Regions from separate parts of the Rattus norvegicus genome. Here region 1 is linked to region 2. Evidence: chromatin contacts called from public Hi-C data. All regions are on one chromosome and are shown on one strand. Each heading gives the region's core, a stretch centred on a gene start, on an enhancer-like site or on the middle of the called end of the contact. The rest is flanking DNA. Distances are from core to core; before and after follow the strand shown. Region 1 holds the start of C17h5orf24 (similar to human chromosome 5 open reading frame 24). Region 2 holds the start of Pcbd2 (pterin-4 alpha-carbinolamine dehydratase 2).

Region 1 (2,797 bases), core at 95-2,594, 37 kb after region 2:
CCGCTGAGCCATCTCTCCAGCCCAAGACCCGTACATTCTTAATCGCTTCCCCCCCACCCCCCAGCTATTCCTGGATTCTCTCCATGCAAAGCTCACTAAAATGATGTGGGTTACATTTAAGAAAGTGGGAAGAATGCCTAGCAAGCGCAAGGCCCTGGGTTCGGTCCCCAGCTCCGAAAAAAAAGAAAAAAAAAAAAAGTGGGAAGAATATGTAGTTGGCATGTAAGCTAAGAGTTAAAGAACAAATTGTGTTGCATAGCGAAGGCTACAGCTGTTCGTAGTACTAGGGGTGGAACCCAATGCCTTGCACATAGCAAGCAACGGAGAAGTATCTTTTAAAATGGTTTACTGGAAAGTTTAAGGAAGCCAACAAGGAGTTTTACTGAGACTTAAATTAATAGTTTTGAAGGTCTGCTGCGATTTGCTTTCCCTGCAGTTTTACTGTAGGTAATCCCGCCGTCTTTCAATGAAAAAAAAATCACTTTTTTTTTAACCTTGCATGTGGCAGACATAGCTCCCAAGAAAACTATCTTTAGTAAATTCACAAGACACCTTGAAGCTCTGTAAATATAGCAAAGCTTCAAAGGCCCACATCCCGTTCTCGTCCAAAGATCAAATATCACATAATCCTCGGGGGTTTTGTTACTATTTGGCTAACTACTATAGATAATTACATGTGACTTCATAATTCTAAACCAGTGTGTGTGGAGGGCCGTGTCAATCATTGAGGGTGCTGCTCCGCTCCCTGCCTCGCGAGAAGTTTAGATACTAGGACACAACATAAATAACGGTCTCCTTTGTCTTCTCTGCGCTCCTTAACCGTGCCCCACGGCGGCTCCCCCAAGCCAGCATCCTAACTGGAACCCGAAGCGTTCCCCGCCGTGTCGCCGGGATGCGGGGTCTACCGCAGCTCGAGGGCGAGCCTGCATCCCCGCGCCCACCCTGCAGCCATGGCTGCGCGGCCCGCGCCGTGACTTCCGCCTGCCGCGAGGCCGGCGGGCATCCGGGCGGAAGTACCGCGGGCCCAGCCGCCCCGGAGGAAGGAGGAGTTCGCGCTCTCCGCCGCATCCCGCGCCCGGGCTCGCCAGACCCCTCGCCAGCCGCCGCCCCGCGCCCTACCTCGGCCGCTCGGAGCCCGGCCCTCAGAGCGCCCAGGGGCCGCCCATAGGCAGGAAAGCCCCCGCCCGTTCCGTTCAGTCCGGCCGCGCCCTCTCCGTGCGGCCCAGTCCAGTCACGGCAGAGGGCCGGCGGCGGCGGCGGCGAGGCCCACGCCAGCGCCCGACTCCCAAGAGCCCTCACCGCGGGCCCCGGACGCGGGAGGAAGAGACCGCCACAGCCCCGGAATGTGAGCGCCGCTCGCGCAGGCGCAGGCGCACGCCCGCCCGCCTAAATATCGCGAGACCGGTCGTGCGGCCCGCGACAGAGTTCGCGCGCGCGCGGCGTGGACGCGGCCTTTGCGGAGCTGCGTGTCGGGCCGAGAAGAGAGAGCGGTTAGCCTAGGTGAAATTCCGATGGTCCTACCACTCGGTAGATTTCTCAGATCACAGGATTACTCGGTGACGCAGGCAACGTTTGAATCCCGCTGTTGTTTTCCAGAAGCCGTTTTCACGGCTGTTTCTAAACGATGCCTGATCATGTCTGCCCTTTAGCTTCTTAGGGGTGGGTAGGGCGAGATTACCCACCTCCAAACCTGAGACTATTCAGATGGTGATAGTGTTAGGGCTCTCAGACATAAGATGTGTAATAATTAAAAGTACTTTGTGGGATGCCCCGTAGCATTTAGTTTTGTTTTTTAAATCCCTGACATCTATAGATTGTGCCAGATCCTTCATCCTAAAAAGGGCGAGCCACTAGCCTGATTGCATTTTGGCCGTTCCTTCGGAGTCACTTTGTGGTAGAATTATCCTGGATTCTTGTAGAGTTCTTACTACGAGAAGGTGACATGAAATTGACAGTCTTCCAGCACTCCGTTCCGAGGGAAATCCAAAACCTGTCCAGCAGGAGGCAACAAAGACCTCATCTTCTGCTCAGGAACCCAAGGAGCCCCTCCCTTCAAAGGTCTGCAAGCATACATTAACAACATAGTTTTGCTGTTTTTGTTTTGTTTAAGATGAAAGAAAACAGCCACAAATCTCAGAGCTGCCCAAGGAGACTCCTGTGTGGCATCAGAGCTGCCCAAGGAGACTCCTGTGTGGCATCAGAGCTGCCCAAGGAGACTCCTGTGTGGCATCAGAGCTGCCCAAGGAGACTCCTGTCTGGCAGAGAGAACCGCTGCGATGCTTCTGGCAGCTGCTCCAATATTGGCCTTGCTTTGTCTCCCTTTGGATGAGCCAGCCTACGTCACCCCAGATGACCCTGCTCACACATCTACTGGGTCTCAACTGCAGCAGTCTTCTGTCTGCTCAGACAGCGACATCTCCCCATCCCATGACAGCTCGACCATAAAAACACTACTCCCTTCGTGCTCTGGAAGCATCTGGGGAAACTTCCTTCCCAGCAGGGCTCTGTGCTGTAACACAGGTCTGGGGAAGACCAGTCTCCAGGGTTTCATTGCCTACTGGGGCCTTCTGTCTTCTGGCAGAGTGGGCCTAGTGGGTTGTAAGAAAAAAGCAGGTGACTTGGAGCTGGCAGCCTAGAAGCAGGTAGCAGGTGGCTAGACTGTAGCAGCAAGACTGCACAGATCTGGGAGTCAGACTGGGAGGTGAGACTGGAGGTCCACCATCCTGCTCAGAGAGAGGAAGGCACTGAGTTGCTAGCTCTGGCTACTGAGCTGTGACATTAAGTTGAGGGTACTGAT
Region 2 (2,899 bases), core at 86-2,585:
TTTTTTTTTCGGAGCTGATGACCGAACCCAGGGCCTTGCGCTTGCTAGGCAAGCGCTCTACCACTGAGCTAAATCCCCAACCCCTAAAGATTCATTTATTTATTATATATAAGTACACTGTAGCTGTCTTCAGACACACCAGAAGAGGGCATCAGATCTCTTTACAGATGGTTGTGAGCCACCATGTGGCTGCTGGGAATTGAACTCAGGACCTCTGGAAGAACAGTCAGTGCTCAACCGCTGAGCCATCTCTCCAGCCCGTAAATTAATTTTTTTAAATGTTAACTACATGCAATGACTAGACCTGGATTACGCCAGGAAAAAAATTTTTTTCCTCTAAAGTCATTAGTTAAACATAATGGACGTTATCTGCATAATTTTCTGACTTCAACAATTCTACTACGTAACAAGAAAAACTATTCTGGAAAATGTATTATAGAAATTTTACAGGAAAATAAATCATGTCTATGACTTATTCATTAAAAAAAAGTTATCGAATGGGTTCTAACGAGCGCCTGAAAATGAAATGGTGCGCTCCACGCTACATTTTCCACTAGATGGAGCTGCTTGTTAAAAAAAAAAAAAAAAAAAAAAAAAACAGCCTCGGTTTGCTCTCCCTCCCCTCCACCCCTTACCCCCTCAATGAACAACCCCTCAGATGGTCTCACAGCACACCTCACCGGGTGCGCGGTAATCCTCCTGCCTCAGCCTCGCTAGATACAAGAATTACAAGTCACAACGCACGGCCAAAATCCGAAAGTCTGAAGTAAGAAAATTAAATGTCCCCTTTAAAAGTGGTGAGAAAAATCGATGTGCCCTTCAAAAATAGGGAAAGGGAGGTGGAGCGGTTACTAATTCTTCCTAAAGCTCTCTGACCCGAAACAACACGGTTAGCCGATCACTTAGGAGGCCACCCCAGGACCGCTTGTAGCATACAGAATGGCCACGGCCCATCATCGGCTTCACATTTAGATTTTTTTCCCCCACGACATTGTCTCCGGTGAGCAAGCTCAAAAACTACGGCTGAAACAGCCTGGGTGTTTTGTTTTGTTTTGTTTTGTTTGAGGCAGGGCCCACTACGGAGCCCCGGCTGGCCTCGAACTCACGGATAACCCCCAGCCTGAGCCACCTCCGCGCCGGGACTGCAGCGTGGGAGCTGCGGGTCTGCGCGCGCAGCCGCTCCCACCCAGCTGAAGGAAGGCCCTGCGTCCCGCGCGGGCCGCACTCACCATGGCCGCCCCGCTCGCGCCCCGGCAGCGCAGCGCCACCAACCAGCGCCCCGCGCCGCGCACGCCCACCGCCGCCGCCATGGCCCCGGGCTGCCCCGCGCGCTGCCTGATGCGGCGCCGAAGGCCCCCGGACGGGATGGCCGCCGCGCCCGCGGGGACTCGCAGCAGACAGAGCGCCCTCCGCGGGACGAGCAGCCGGGGTTCGCGGGGCCACGGCTCCCGTGGTCAGTGTTTAAAGACCCGGCCGCCGCGCTGAGCTCGCTCCTCTCTCCCGCTCCACCATACCGCATGCACAAGTGCATCACCGAGACCCAACCTGGGACCGGTGGGACACCTAATTTCTCTTCCATGCCTTATGTTTGTACGTTAATCTTCATTATTCTTTTGCCATTTTTTTTTCTTGCGATGTAAGTGACAATAAAATTCATTTTAAAGCCCGTGGTGTGTGTCGGGGGCGGGGTGGGGGTAGGGATAACATAGCGGTGAGTTTTAAGTAAAATGTTGCAGCTCAGTTTACATCTTTTTGGTTTTTTACTAAGTAACTTTATTGTGTTCCTTTCTTGAGGCAGTTTTCATGAAGCCCAGGTACAGAGTTGCAGAGGCTGGCCTTGAACATCTGTCTTCATCTCCCAGGAGCTGGGGATTCAGGACATGTGCCACCGTGCACAACTGTTAGTCTTTTCTAAATTAGTACATTAATATTACCAATTTGCCTGGCACGGTGGCACACGCCTTTAGTCCCAGAATTCTAGAGGCAGAGGCAGGTGGAATGCTGGGCGTTGCAGGCCAGCCTGAGATACACAGCAGTCTAAAATACCAGTATGTTCTTATTTTTATCTGTTTTACAGAGAATTTGGCAAAGGGATATATTAAAGAGCTCATTTAACATTGGTTTCACAATTGCTAGCAGTCTTATATCCCAAATGGACTTAGAAGAAAAGAATAAAGGCTCAAAATAACCTAAAATTTAGACTTCTTTTGCCTGATTAACAAGATGTTAACAATCTAGAAAAGCAAGACTCAGGATAATCTGAGGGTGCTGGTCAGGCAGCACTGACTTAAAATAACGTGGGTAACAGCATGGATTCCTTAAGGCTCATGCCTAAGGATCTGGTACGGGGGTTAAAATTAAAAGTCTTATTATATGTTTATGAACATGGAAAATATTCTTGAAATGTGTATATTAAAGTGAGGATTTTTTCCAGGACATGAGGTACAAGCCTGAATCTCAGCTTTCAGGACAGGCATGAGGACCTGAGGTTTGAGACCAGCCTGGGCTACCGCTTAGAACTGAAAACAGAATGGTAGGGGGTGTTAACAAAGTGGTGGCCCGTCATTTTCCCACCTTCACGCCACTGTCTGAAGCCATGGCTTCCCAAATCTAGTCATAAAGCAGCAGGAAAAGGATGGGCATGGTGGAGGGACATCAGAGGCTGAGCTAGTGTCTCAAACACTGGACAAAGTGACCTCAACAGTAATCTATCAACCCAGGTACAGTGGCACTCGCCTTTAATCCCAGCACTTGGGAGGCAGACACTGGAATCTCTTTGAGTTCCAGGCCAGCCGACTTGAGGCCCTATCTCAAAAAATGCAAAGCATAATTTACTGTTAGGCCATTGGTGCTCATGTCTGAATTTAGAGAACAGTTTTTCAAGAGGTTTGTATAAATT

What was found. Hi-C and Micro-C count contacts between places; a contact is called where the count stands out from the background.
Region 1: a contact with region 2 is called in a Hi-C map of liver, with 2.2 times the contacts expected there. The contact joins the promoter of C17h5orf24 here to the promoter of Pcbd2 in region 2. A contact is called at or near these places in 5 of 12 Hi-C or Micro-C datasets (Schwann cells, frontal cortex, kidney and 2 more) and 1 of 1 datasets of contacts at active chromatin or transcription factors (oligodendrocytes).

The regions. Positions count from the first base shown.
Region 1 is chr17:8,936,782-8,939,578 of GRCr8, forward strand. C17h5orf24 (similar to human chromosome 5 open reading frame 24) reads right to left here and starts at 1,345. Exons shown (of 2, transcript NM_001400770.2): 1 at 1,120-1,345.
Region 2 is chr17:8,899,932-8,902,830 of GRCr8, forward strand. It overlaps Pcbd2 (pterin-4 alpha-carbinolamine dehydratase 2), which reads right to left and starts at 1,336. Exons shown (of 4, transcript NM_001402494.1): 1 at 1,230-1,336. The coding sequence starts at 1,310.